Regions from separate parts of the Gossypium hirsutum genome. Here region 1 is linked to region 2. A link is a contact called in public Hi-C data. All regions are on one chromosome and are shown on one strand. Each heading gives the region's core, a stretch centred on a gene start, on an enhancer-like site or on the middle of the called end of the contact. The rest is flanking DNA. Distances are from core to core; before and after follow the strand shown.

Evidence for each region. A called contact is a pair of places that touch in the nucleus more often than the background predicts.
Region 1: a Hi-C map of leaf shows a contact between it and region 2, with 2.1 times the contacts expected there. The contact joins the promoter of LOC107951930 here to the enhancer-like site in region 2. A contact is called at or near these places in 2 of 34 Hi-C or Micro-C datasets (hypocotyl and leaf).

The regions. Positions count from the first base shown.
Region 1 is chrA02:82,329,848-82,337,492 of Gossypium_hirsutum_v2.1, reverse strand. LOC107951930 (protein FLX-like 3) reads right to left here and starts at 5,409. Exons shown (of 7, transcript XM_016887114.2): 1 at 5,106-5,409; 2 at 4,902-4,977; 3 at 3,626-3,677; 4 at 3,146-3,623; 5 at 2,852-2,997; 6 at 2,158-2,234; 7 at 1,719-2,056. The coding sequence starts at 3,671. The coding sequence ends at 1,982.
Region 2 is chrA02:81,680,178-81,687,528 of Gossypium_hirsutum_v2.1, reverse strand. It overlaps LOC121213786 (cytochrome P450 89A2), which reads right to left. Exons shown (of 1, transcript XM_041086889.1): 1 at 6,146-7,351. The coding sequence ends at 6,271. Among protein-coding and RNA genes, the nearest start is that of LOC121213786, 4.4 kb to the right of the region's middle. Within about 2 kb of position 5,443, at least 7 of the 9 cell types and tissues checked have an H3K27ac peak or open chromatin away from gene starts, as enhancers often do. A contact at or near this core is called in leaf, where this site is marked.

The sequences.
Region 1 (7,645 bases), core at 4,160-6,659, 650 kb before region 2:
TTGAATCATATTTCAGTTCATTTTTTGTGAGCTAAACTTTCTTGTAATTCTGATAAACTAACAAGAACATGTTAACTAACACTCAAGATAAGTATTGGTACTGCATGCATAAATGTCAACATTGGCCCACACTTCAAAGTAGGGAAAACCTACTTTAATCATCAAAGTAATTATAAGAAGTTCTGCAAACCATACCAAGATTAGTACTTTCTCTATACAAGATACTTCAAGTCAAAATCCATTAGAAGTCAAACCAACGGTCCTGCTCTTCAGAACAATCTCAAGACTCCATGGGGGGGGGGGGGAACTCCCGCACCAGTTTTCCATGTCATATATTCCAAACAGAAATGAGAACCATTCCCAACATGATTTCCAAACAAGTCCTGCTCACACAACATGCCATTTTAAGATTCCCTACGACACTTGCACCTCCGAACTTCAAAGAGAACCTGGCAATGGATACTGAAGGGACTTTACAGTAAATGTAAGAAAGACAAATGATTCTCCTCTTAAGATTTCCTAGCAAGGAGAACACCAATGAACTAAATTCAAAGCCACTAAAATTTGCAGCAAACACCTTGTAGCAATACCTAAAATGGAAATCCATGAAAATACTAATATTGAGATCAGCTAAAGTAAGGCGAGAGCTAAAAGGAATTACAGAAAAACTTAATAAAATTGCTATGGATGCTATAGATGGTCCAATACTGAATAAACCATTTCCTCTCAATGGAAGGATATTCTCTTTGAGATGCAAGTTTGTTCCATCTGCCAGAGCTTGAAGAATTCCCAAAGGACCAGCATATTCAGGCCCAGTATGTTGTCAGCGGACAAGAAGAAACAAGAGCGAATAAAATCACAGAAAAATTCAGCTCCTGAACATCCTAAATGATTTACTTCTGTAGCATGGGATCATTCTCTCTATCCAACAGAACATCCATATCATATCAATTAATAAATAACAATTCATTCTTAGAAATTTTTATTCGTGGAAAACACGCAACTCAACCTCCTAAGGATATTCCAAAACTGCACATCGGATTCCGCAGGGGTACAAGGTTTCAATTCAGCTCAGAATGAATAATATGCATTCAAAGTTTAACAGAGCAACTCTGAACAGTCCATAAAGTGACCCCTCAGAAGCAAGTTGAATCATATCCTCCACATCAATTTCTGCTTCCGAGAGTAAATGCTCAAAATGATTAGATCCCCATCTACCATGAGAACATTATACCCTATTTATCTTCCATAGTGCACTCAAGATTAACAATATCCAATTCCAATGCTTCAATTTTTAAGAAAAACATACCCTCAACAAAATACACAGATAGTCAAGTGCTGCACAAGAAGACCTACTAACTAAAATCATTAACCAAAACTAAAATGTAGAATCTGAGTGCCATTCAACATTCCATTACCTTGCTACAGCTAGGCATAACTTCATTGCATCCTTCTAAAATATACTATTTCACAAAAATAGTTCCAGGAATTTTTCCAAATCAATAAAAACCATACCATGTCAATTAACTTGCAAGTTCTACGTTGGAAGCAAAAGCTTCATTCATAAGCGCCATATATTTCAAGCACCCCCCAGACAACTACCCTATTCAGGGGCCAGCACTAAAACTGAAAGTAATAACAGTTATAATCAACCAACAATGCTAGTAAATTATCTAGAAACAAACAACCAAAAGATAAAAGAAAAAGAAAACTGGCAATGAAGCAATGAAGAATTGGATCCAATAGCAGTCCAAATTATCATATTACGAACTTGTCTATATATAAGGGGGTACCACCTCCTCTACCAATTACCATAAAGTAACACGGAATCTCATGTAAGAAGTTCAAGATGACTAACAAGTTATAAAGATAAATATTACTGATGCGGCATGCATGCATAGATGAACTCCATGCTGATCAATATTTTGAACTTCATAGTGAAGTAACAATGTCAGCCTTCTTCCATCAAGTAATAACTTTCCTAGCGACGATTCATGCGTGGCTTCTCCCAAGAAGCACGGCCAGGTCCGTAAAAAGGACCCTTGTCAGCAGCACCCTGTTAAGTAACGAGAAAATTTAATCGAAAAAATCACAATCCTAATTTAATAGCTTTATGGTCAAACAAAAAAAACCAAACAAGTAGATGAGCACAAATACCAGATGAGCCCCATATCCTTCATATGAAGCTGGAAAAGCGCCCTCTGAACTGTTGAATTTCATCCCATACGGTGCACCTGGAGCAATCATTCATTAAGCAACTGAGATTAGAAGCAACTTTAAATAAATGATCTCCAGAGTCGATATAAACTAATACATTATTTTATCAACTCTAGACAAGGAGAGAACAAGGGAGGAGGGAACATAGTTTCTATAGAATCAACCATGACAAAATCCAGGTAACATCAATGCAGGTTAAATGGTGTCTACAAGAGAACCCAGCCATTTGAACTTCAGACTTTTCACTTTTAAGGTCCCACCTACAGAACTTCAGGATCGAAAAGAAGAGAGGAGGCTGGAGGTTGAGCATTTACGAGATGAGTGAGGACCTATGTTTGTGTAGTAAACCATCCATTGGATCCCCAGAAAGATATGAAGGACCAATTAACACTTGAGAACTTTTCTCACAGATATAATCCATCATGTACAATTGGGCTTGGTAGGAAAGGGTCAAAATCCTATCAGAATAGCGACAGGAAAAAGAGAAATCCAGGATGCAAAAAGGTGTGGAACATGGACTGAGCCAAAGGACTGAAAACTAATTAAAATCAAGCACATTTAACGACCACCATCATGCTACTCAAGTTTGAAAAAGAAACCTCGACCAGATAGACAAAAGAGAGATGGGTCAAACCTGCAGCCCATGGTCTAGCATCCACACTAGAAAGTTCTGCACGTAGCTTTTCAACTTCACGTGCCATGGAGACCATGTTCTTCTCCATTGCTTGTCTCTGTTCCATCAGCTCAATGTTTGCCTTTTTTTCATAATCAATAGCAGTCCTATGAAATAAAATTTGAAGTTTGCATTTGAATATATGATCGGATAGATAATGAGTGATGCTGCAAACTAAATGCTCAATGGAAAAGAAGTTCTCTTATTCTTTTAAAGAATTCAAAATAGAAGGGTAAAAATGATTCAGCCACATACCTTGCACGCATCAACTCCTGGTGCAAGCCATCAACTTCTGCTCTGAGAATAGGAATCTGCTGATTATCAGCTTGCAGCCGAGTAATATCCTTCTTGAGAGTCTGAACCTGGCCAGTTAGATCCTGATTAACGTTATTCAGTTTCTGAACTTCTGAGCGGAGTTGCATAGCCTCTTTTTTCAGTGGCTCAGTTGCACGAAGATCTGCCTCCAGTTTCAAGCCTTTTTCAATAAGTCCCCTTGAATGCAGTTCCTGTTCTGCACGAATTTCACCAATGACAAGATTCAAACGATGAATTTCCTCCTTTGCAGCCACAAGCTCTTGTTGTATAGCCATTCGATCTTCTACCAGCCTGTGGTTATCAGTCAAAAGCTTTCGAATTTCAGCATGCTGCATTTCAAGTTCTTCCTCCAACAACGCAGGATGAGGTGGCTGTGGCAGAGGAGGACCACGAAAGAACGGCCTCTCGGGGGGAATCCACGCCGGTCATTGAAGGCTTCACGAGGAACGCGGTTTCTCCCAGCCATTTTAAACTATTTTGGGAAAATGTAACAGAACAGAATAATTTTTAAGTCAGCTTTTATGAATACTAGAAGCACTTTATAGTCAATTATTATGAATACGGTACTGATGACAGAATCATATACTCGAAAAGTTCATACAGAACCTGCTGATCAGAGTCTTAGTAAAATTATGTGACAGTAGCCACACATAAGTGGCAACTGGATCAAAAAGATCTTCCATAATTAGTACCCAGATGATAAAAGATGCAGCTCAACTGAATCACGCATAAAACCATTGAGCAGAACTAAGATGAATCATACATACTACCAGGAAACAGAAGCAACAAAGTCCAGAACTTTATCCACTTCCCTAAGTTTCAATTAAGAGTGTGAATTACAAACCTTTTCTGAACCATCAGATCCCCTAATTCAACCTTAATTTCCCATAACAAAACATACTCAACATCATGTTCAAACTCTAATGATGCGATAAAATTGATGGCTGCAACTACTAGCAGGGCAATGAGTGGAGCACACAGGAAGAAAGGACAACAGAATTGCCAAGGGCGCTGGGAAACACAGAACTAGAAATAGAAGAAAACGACAAGAGAATACAACTGTTACGAGGTCTGAAGTAGCAAATTATAATTAGTTAGTCCAGCTGTTACTTGCCAAATGACACATTGTCCTCCACCTGTTACTTGCCAAATGACGCATTGTCCTTGCTCCCTTCTATTTGGAAATTCAGATACGACATCATCTAACGTGTGCTCATATAGGACAGTGATGTAATGAGCTCATTATGAATGAAGAATAGCTTTTTCTTCCTCTAAATTCTTTCCTATTTCTGGTCTTTCTCTTCTCTTTTTCCTTCCAACTACCTAACATCGTATCAAACTACATGTCACTGTTCTGTGACATATAGCAGACATTCAACAACCAAGCTGCCATTGTTGTTGATTGGGCCTATCCATTCCAAAAAAACACTGAAAACCCTAAATTTTGCATCAAATACGCACATTAAAAACACTTAAAACCTTATTCCACTTAAACCAACTTGGAATTTGCATTCATCCATTTCCAATTCCATATTAGCTTCTCTTTTATCAACTTTTGCATCAAAATATATAACATAAATACACATGCACCCAAAAAAAATACAAGGAAAATCAAATCCAAAAATTCACATAAATTACCAAATAAAACCGAAATTCCCAAAGCAAATAGTTAAAAAGTTTAAATTCCTCTGCTGACCAGAGCAGATTCGGCTACTAATGATTAGATTGAGGAAGATTTTCTACTTTTGTGCTCCTCTTTTACACTGTTTTGCCTGCGAAAAAAACCCAGGTAATCAGGCAAAAAGTTATCCGAGAATCTGAGGCTGAAGTTTCGGTTTTCAATATTCATGAAATAGTAATCAAATTAAAAAAGAATAAAAAAATAGGCGTTGATTCAAACCTTCGGGCAAGGATATGAATGATAAACTAGGGTTTGTGAGATGGGACTTGGTTGAAATATCAGAAAAGCATTTTTTTTTTTTTTTGCAGGTGATGTTCTTCTAAGAAAAGTTAAGAGGAAAAATAGGGAGTAGATGAATGAAAATTGAAGATTTAAGATCGAAGAGAAGGCTTAGCTGTGTGCTGAATATTGTTGGCCAAGGATGCAATAGCACTAAAATTAAATTATAGGACGTTCGGAACTAAACCGACCGCTTCCGCCACTAACTCTTCATTCAATCAGTTTCATTTAGAGGTGGGTTATACTACGTACAATTTAGAGGTATATTATACTAATACTGCAGGCTGGAATAAAAAGTAAGTTATACATATCCAAACCCACACTTACATATGAAATATATATATTTATTTAAATATAATAATAATAAAATATATAATTTGAATTTAATTAATAATAATCCAGTAGGCTAAATTAACTATATATGACAATTTTTTTATTTGTCTTTTTAGGTCATTTCTTTAATTTAAAGAAATAGGTCATTTTTTAGAAAGAAAAGGAAAGTGCATCCAGCTAGTCATGCTTTCTATACAGTTGGCGGGAAAGCTCACCCAGCTAGACGCGTTTTCCTGCCACATGTACAGAAAGGTCGCCTAACTAGACGCGCTTTCCCATTCTCTCTCCCAAGGTTAGGGTTTTTAAATTTTGTTAGGTTTATGAGGTTAGGTATTTTTAAGGGTTTAAGGTTTGGGTTCAATGGTGAAATCGCAAAAGTTTATAAGTAGATTTGAGGGGTTGAGGATGTGATAACGCTTCTTAGAAGACATACATTATATATGTCATGGCGGACTAGGACCATTACCTCAGAAACTCATCTTGAGGAAATTAGATTTTGGGGTGACAGTGCTTAATAAGATCATAGGTCGAAGTTTAGGTGGAGGTTTCAGTCCGCGGCCATGATGTAGTAACAAGCTCGAGTATAACCAGGGGCCAATTGATGGTCATTATGCGGTCACAAATTCAAGCTTTTTAGATACCTGCAAATGATGCCTTATATAGTAAAATTGAAGTCATAATCATAGGGGAAAATGGAGTGATTTTTGATGTAATCAACATAATTTTTTTCTTTATTTCCAGCAGTTGATATCTTTAACCTTCCATTTTTATCCAAAGGCTGACACCGAGGTGGACACAAAAGGGTTCTTAGGCGAAAAATAGATGTTCTAGCATAGTAGATGTCAAACTCGGGTCAATGCGACAGTGGTTGTAGTTATTAATGGCTTGTTTAATAACAACGATCGTTGTCACCTCGAAAAGAGCATCACCTTTACTGCACTACAACAGCCACTCCCCACTTGAAAGTCCTCCTAGGTCCATGACGATGTTGGCCTTCGGAAAAGAAAAAATGTTAAAGGTACTGGCTGCCTAAAAATGGAGAAAAAAATTACGCCGATTATAGCGGGAAGCCTCATAGTTTTTCCTAATGATTATGCCCTCAAATTTCCATATTGTATTTATAACGCAACATTTCCGGGTATCCAAAAATTTTAAGCTCGTGGTCGCGTAACGAAGGTCAACCGACTCACCCGTTATACCCCAATCCATGACCATATAATGACCATCACTTGAGACCTCTACACAGACTTCCATCCTTGATTGTACAAAGAAAAATCACCCCAGAACCTAACTTCCCCAGGATAGGCTTCAGATGTAATGGTCTCATCTCGGATCACATTACCGACGACTCAAGAATACCTCAAACTATCCAAATTTTATCAACGAATGAAATTTTTAACATTGAGAAATGATGTATAGTGAATGGATAGAGAGGTTGGAGGAGAAGATGTTTGAGGGATAATGAAGTATGGAGTGAAAGACTCATTTTATAAATGTGGGGGTAGGGTGGGATTGTAAAGGAGAAAATTCCCATGATCAAAGATGCATCGCAGGATAGCGTCTTCGATGAATATATTCAAAATGTACTTTAAATCTATTGAAAAATTCGAGGGGTCAAGTACTTTTATTTTTTAGAGAAGAAAAATGTTAGAGAAGGCTCGTCCATCTGGGTGCGCTTCCCTCCTTCTCTAACACTTTTCTTCTCTAAAAAATAAAAATGTCTAACCCTGAGAATATTTCTAAATATTTAAAGCATGTTATGAGCCACAAAATACCCTAATAATGAAATTATATGACTTTTAAGGCGCCGTAACAGCCCGATTTAGATCCTAGTCGAAATAGTAGTTTCAGGACCACAAATCTAAGTCAAAAAAATATTTTAATATTATTTTCTGTGATTATAATATGTGAATTGATATTTGTGAGAGTTTGGTGTAAAAATTTTATCGTTTGTGTGCCGATTTGATAAAAAGGACTTAATCACGTAAAATGTGAAAGTGGCTAGCTATTTGTTAAAAGACCTCAATTGCTATGGTTTATTAGAGGTAAGGTCCTTGTGTTGTAAATGGACCATTGGTTTAATGAATGAACAAGTATGGACAATAATTAGTGGAATTTTTAATGAAATAGCTAAGGTTAATTTTGTA
Region 2 (7,351 bases), core at 4,194-6,693:
TTGCCGTCGTGAGAAACACAAAGTTCGGCTAACAGCGACTGTATCCACACCATTTTTGCAAGAACATGGGCGAGACTTCTGTATTCAGCCTCTGCAGTTGAACGTGATACAACCTGCTACTTCCTCGAGCTCTAAGAGACTGAATTTCTGCCAAGAAACACACAATAACCAGAGGTAGACTGGCGATCATCTACGTCAGCTCCCCAACTAGCATAAAAAAATCCCTCGAGTAACAACTTGGAGCTCTTTGTGAACCTCAGGCCATGCCCCAGTGTTCCATGCAAATAACGGAGGATCCTCTTAACAGCTTTAAAATGCACATCAAGAGGTCGGTGCATGAATTGACACACCTTGTTAACAGCAAAGGCTATATCGGGCCTAGTTATCACTACATACTGCAATGCCCCAACGATACTCCAATAGAAATGAGCATCATCAACAGGATTCCCTTCATGAACAGACAGCTGACACGTTGGTACCATGGGCGTTGGTAAACTATTTGACTTATCCATACCTGCCCGTTGTAGAAGGTCGAGAACATATTTCCTTTAGTTAAGAAACACTCCAACAGAGGTATACTAGAAAATAATTTAGTTGGCCGAGGTCTTTCAAAGAGAACTGAGCATCAAGTCTTCGAACAAAGCCATCTATGGTTTGAGAGTTGTTCACAATAACGATTATGTCATCGACATATATTAGCACATACAGCAGCTGTGATTCAGAGTGTTGAATAAAGAATGAACTGTCGGCTTTAGAAGCAACAAAACCAGTGACCAACAGGAATTCTTTTAACTTGTGAAACCAGGCCCTAGGTGCCTGTTTGAGTCCATAAAGAGCTTTGCGCAACCGACACACCAATGGTTGACCGTTATCTCCTTATTTTTCAAAACCCGATGGTTGTTCCATATAAATCTCCTCTTGGAGATCGCCATTGAAGAAGGCATTATTTATATCGACCTGTCTAGAGACCAGCCCATCGAGACAGCAAGAGCTAGAACCACAAGAATGGTTGTTGGTTTCACCACTGGACTGAAGGTTTCTTGGAAGTCCACCCCAGCTTCTTAGAGATACCCTTTATACTACCAACCGTCCTTTGTACCGAGCCACTGAACCATCGACATTACGTTTGATTTTGAAAATCCACTTGCAAACCACTGCTCTACGACCTGGAGGTAAAGGCACAACGTCCCAAGTATGATTTGCAAGTAAGGCTTTGTATTCAGCATGCACTGCTGCTGACCATGCAGAATGTAGAAGAGCTGCTGTAATGGAGGTAGGTTCCTCATTTTTTAGAACAGAAGTGAACACTTTAGGCTTGTAAATTCCACTTTTAGATCTCGTTTGGATTGGGTAAGTATTTTCTAGGGGTAGACGCTGTTCAGAAGATGCAGATGAGTGTGATGAGTATCCTGAATCTGGTGGTGAGTGTCTTTGACTCTGGTGGTGTGAGAGAACATCGAGACCTAGACAAGTTATCAGTTTGGCTTATGCTATCGTACGACACCGGAGTAATCCCTTCCTCATGAGGAGAAACAGTAGGAGATGTATTACCCAACACCACTGAAAGGCAAGACTGATGCTGAAAACTTTGAACTGACTGAAAAGAGGAACCAAATGAACTATCCTGTTTGAAGGGAAAACACGCCTCGTCAAATGTGACATGTCTAGAGACATACACCCTACCACAACTAGCAATGCATCTATACCCTTTTTTATTTGGCACCACTCCAAGAAACACACATTGAATGGACCGAAACTCCAGCTTATGTCGATGATAGCGCCTCAAACAGGGATAACAAGCACATCCAAAAACCCTGAGGTACGAATAGGATGGCCTAACTTGATACAACATCTCATAAGGACTTTGGTTGTGTAAAACAGGTGTTGGTAGCCTGTTAATCAAGTGTACACCATAGGAAAAAGCATAATACCAGAACTCTAGAGGTAAGCCTGCCTGAGCTAAGAGAGTTAACCCCACATCTACAATTTTGCCGATGCTTCCTTTCAGCCACCCCATTCTGCTCTGAGGTGTGAGGGCAAGTTACCCGGTGCTGAATACCAAGGCGAGCAAGCTCCTTTGAGAGCGATCGATACTCCCTACCGCCATCAGATTGAAAAACTTTGATGGAGTAACCAAATTGAACACGAACCATTTGATTAAACAGAAGAAAGCATTAAAAAAACCTTAGCTTTGGACTTGAGAAAATAAACCCAAGTGCATCTGCTATACACATCCACAAAGGAGACATAGTAAAGAAATCCATTGGACTTAACATGTGAAGGACCCCAAACATCAGTTGTTACTAGTTCAAAAGGTGAAGAATACACTATTCGAGAGGAGCTGAAAGGCAACTTATGAGCTTTGCCTAATTGACAAGCTGAACAAACAGAAGTAATACTATTTTTATTGAACTGAATATTACAATCTTGTAAAGCAACTCTAAGGACACTCGAGCAAGGATGTCCAAATCTTTGATTCCACAACTCCAGGAGTGATAATTGTTGTGCTATACACAGATTCGCTGAGACTGGCTATGAGGATGTACCATCTGTACGAGAAGATGAGCCAAAAAAATTGAACTGATATAGACCGTTATGTATACAGCCCACTAGGAGGGTTTTCCTTGTCTGTATATCCTTCACAAAACACAAGAAAGGATGAAATTCAAAGTAAATCATTATCTCTTATAAACTGCCCAACAGACATTAAACTCTTGCATACAGTTGGTACATGAAGAACAGTTCGTAGGCGCAAAAGTCTAGACCCAGCCAACATACTAGTGTTTCCAACATTAGAAATAGGAACTGAAACACCATTCCCCATCGACACATATTTCATACCTGTATAAGGAACAACATTTGTGAAAGCAGTCACATTTGGAGTAACATGGTTTGTCACGCCAAAATCTGGATACCATACTTGGTTAGTATTATCAGCAAATGAGGTCCGTGAAGGCTGATGAGAACACGATGACGGTGGCTGATAACAAGAACTACACCCATGAGAACAAGAAGATGCGCCTTAATCTCCAACTTGATGATAGTTGACAGAAACAGTCTGACTAAAGTTAACACCAAAATAGTTTTCATCAAATCTGTGATAGCAAGTCTAGACTAAATGTCCAATTTTCCCAAATAATTGGCATTGGGGCCAGGAACGAGACCAACCACGACCATTCGTATGGCCCCTGGTTCGAGACCAACCATGACCATGCCCTCCATAACTTGGTTTATATTCCTGTTGATAAGTCCCTAAAGATTCGGTATGCTTCGAACTTTCAATACCACTTTGTTTTTTATGAGACACCATATTTGCTTGCGGAGGTACCTCTGTTAAACTATCCAGTTGTCGTGTCTCACAATCAAGTAACAGTTCAGTTAAGAGATCTACTGACATAGGAGTAGTCGAGGCTAGGATGCGAATAGATTCATATTCCATAGCGAGAACAATACTGACCTGCTCTTGCTCAGGTACAGGACTTCCAGCAGCAACTAGACTGTCACTTAAGCTCTTTACTTTGGCCAAATAATCTTTTACTGAAAGATTTTCTTTCTCGATGGAATACAAAGCATGCCGCATGCTAGAGATCTTGACTGTAGATTTAGCACCAAATCGTCGTTCAATAGCTGTCCAGATTTCAAAACTTGCTTTGGCCATCGTGAGATGCATCAAGACATCATCGGTTACTGTAGAAAGAAGCCAGGAAGCCAGGAATTTGTCCTGCTTCTTATGAAGAAAAAATAAAAGATTAGAAACAACCTGTCTATTAGGTCCAGGAAGAACAAAAGGCGGACTGGTAACTGTACCAAGAACAAACCCATCAACTTCATAACCCTCAAGAATCAACAATATTTGATGCTTCCACAGTAGGTAGTTGCGTTCACTGAGTTTGACTGTATCATGCTTAGAGAAATACTGAACATAAAGAAACATTGCTCTGACTTTGGGAAGGAAACACTCCTTCAGTGTTGGAAGAATGCCGCGGTGTATCACTAGGAGGAGAATCGTCAGTAGCCATGAACAAATGAAATCAAGAAGAGAACAAAAAAAAATTATGGCTCTTGATACCATGTCAAGATATTAACACATGGGAGTGAAAACCTCAATAAACTGACTTACTTTCATTAGTGAATCATGCAGGTATTTAATACAAGATGGAAGGACGTACTAACAAACTATTAGTAACTAGCTAACTAACTGACTGCTAACCCTTTCTCCTATCAGTGGCTCACCTGGGTTTTTGCTCAGAACACTTCTTCCCAATGTAGATTATTTTGCTGTGCACTGTAGGCAATCTGGGGAGAAAAGAATGCTAGAATGCATGAGAAAGTAAGCAGAACTGGGAAAGAAATAGCGAGCTTTACCAACAGTTATAACACAGAACTAAATGGGGTTGAAAAAAGAACCCCTAAAATTTCACAGGAAGTTAGAAAATGGAAGTACCCACCTGGTCAGTCAGTAAAAATCAATTTTGATAGAGCATACGATGGGCGACTTTGTCAATCGGCTTCGGGGATTGTGGCCAGAAATAGCGAAAAGAATGTTCTTCTAGTGTGCTCAGTGATTCATCAAGAAGTGGCCTCAGCCTTCGTTGCTGAGGCACTCACTTACCGCAAAGTAGCCCAAATAGGAATAGACATGCAATAGCCAAAGATCATTATAGAAGGCGACTTATTATCAATAATCAAAAAGTGCAAGGCAAAAATACAAGATAAATCACATGTAGGAGCATATATACATGATATTCAATAGATAACGTCTAAATCTAGAAACTTCAGGTTTGAATATATCCCAAGAACAGCAAACGGTTTAGCCCATACATTAGCAACTGAATCGTTGAAGAAGAAGGAGGAGATATACCTGTTTGAGAGTGTCCCTGGATATGCTGAAAGTCAGAAAGAATATGATAGAGTGCGAGAATCAGATTGAAACTGGATGGAAAAGAAGAGGAATAAAGGAAAGTTGGAAACGAGTAGATCAATGGTTTAGGTGATAAAAGCTTTCCTTGGAAATCTGAAACCGTCATTAAGAAGAAATGGCAGATTGATAGACAAGACGGACATCAGAATTCTCTGATTGGGCAAAATAACGATGATAATTATGAGCTTCTAGACTATTCCTAATTTATTTTCTTTTCTAATATTTCTTTTAATCTGTGCCATTTTTTAAATTTTGGGCCTTATCTTCTGTTTTGTTCTATTATTTGTTTTTGGACTTTGTGTTTTATTTTTTATTTATATTTTAATAAATCTATTATTAATTTAAAAAAGATGATCACTAAAAATCAATATGACAGAGAAAGTATATTTTAGGGGTGTAAAAATATATTGTGGTTAAGTATAAAAAAAATATATAATTAAATGCGGAAATTAGTTTGGCAATCAGTCAAATGATGTAAATGCGTTCGGGAGGCTTTTATTTTAACGACAGCATAGAGAGCGACACATGACCTCCGCCACTTTGCACAAAGCGACGATAACAATGACTAACCCTAGTAGTAAATCGTAAATACGAATTACCTTATTTTCCATTAAGTAAAATACATGGTCGGGATCGGTTTGAAAAATAAAAAGTTTTGAATAAAAATATAAGTTTAAAATATAGACTTGAGTAAAAAGGATAAGACTAGTTTAGAAAACAGGTCGAGCTTCGCGTAAGTTTTTTTTGCCTGAGTTCAACCTGAGTTTTTAAAAGAAAAAGTATTTGTTATTTTCTTCTTGTTTTTTTAATATTTTCTCATTGTTTTGCTATAATTTAACTATTATTGTTACTATTTTACTGTTGTTTAGATATCGTATAATTTTTATTTTATTGTTAATTTTATTACTATTTTAAAAGTATTTATTTATTAAGTTACACCTATATTAATATTATTTAAGTATAAAAAATTTTAAATATATTTTTAATTTATTAAAAAGATATTTATTTTAATATTTTTAATGTATTATATTTTTATAAAAATAATATAAAAAATTAATTCAAACAGACTAAATCAAATCTAAACTTTAATATTTTTATTCGAACTAAATTTAAGTAAAATTTTAAATCTATTTTTCAATTTAATTTATAAAATAGATTTAAAATTTTATCAATAACGGACCCGGCCAGCAATGGAAAGTTGTACGTGTAAGCTATTATTCCATATAATAATAATAAGCTGGATTCATTGAAGTGAAAAGATATTAACATAGAGAATCGTGTCTGAGAAAGATACGGAACACGCATACATCACTATATGTACCTCATTTCTAAATTTAAGTATAGAAACATCAAGACCTTATCTCTTTCCTTGGTGAAATGTGGGCCATCAATGGAGTCTTCATCACCACTGTGAACTCTTGCTTCTCTTCCAAGCTGATCTCATCTCCATCCATTGCCTTCCATTCAAATTTCCAGATCAAATTTGCCACAAAATACTCCAGATGAAGAAGGGCTAAGCCAAATCCAGGACAAATTCTTCTGCCAACACCGAAAGGCATCATCTTGATTTCCCTACTCCCTGTTATATCAAACATTTGTTCATTTCTCATGAACCTCTCTGGCTTAAATGCCATGGGATCCTCCCACACCTTTGGATCCCACCCCATCTCTGCCACCATGAAATTGATAGTTCCATTCTTGGGAACCAAATAGTCTCCCAGCACAGTGTCTTCTGTCACACAATGAGGAAGCACAAAATGCCCTGGTGGGTGCCTTCTTAGCCCTTCCAATATCACTGCTTTCAGATAAGGCATCTTTTGTAAATCATCTTCTTTGATTTCCTCTCCATCTCCCACAACCCCTTTAATTTCAAGAAATAACTTATCTTGAATATGAGGGTATTTCACCAAATTTGCCATAACCCATTGCAAAGCAGTGGAGGTAGTATCAGTACCAGCATTAAGGAATTCAGAGGCCAAACTAAAAATTTCTCCTTCAGTAAGTTTCCTTTTCTCTTCTGGTAACTCCAAATCCAATAAAGTATCAACGTATGCCAAAACATAATCATCGCTTTTCTTATCACTCAATTTCTCCTCTTTAGCTTTCTTTCTTGCTCTTATCAATGGTATCAGCACATCCTCTTGATCTTTACGTCGCTGAAAAAACTCCTGCCATCGCTTACGAAGCAAAACCTTGGTCACCTTAGGCCAAAAGTTAAGTATATTGAACCTTTCCAACCCCAGCAGCCCTCTTCGCACAACATCCTCGATCTTTTTTATCTGCTCCTGACTAAGCTTGTCACCAAAGCACATTAAAACCAGTAAACAAAACATAGCATATTGAAAATGAGTTAAAACCTGAACTGGTTCTCCGGTTTTAGCCTTTGATTGCAAAATATCAAAAAGAATGTCCAAAACCCATTTACGTGCA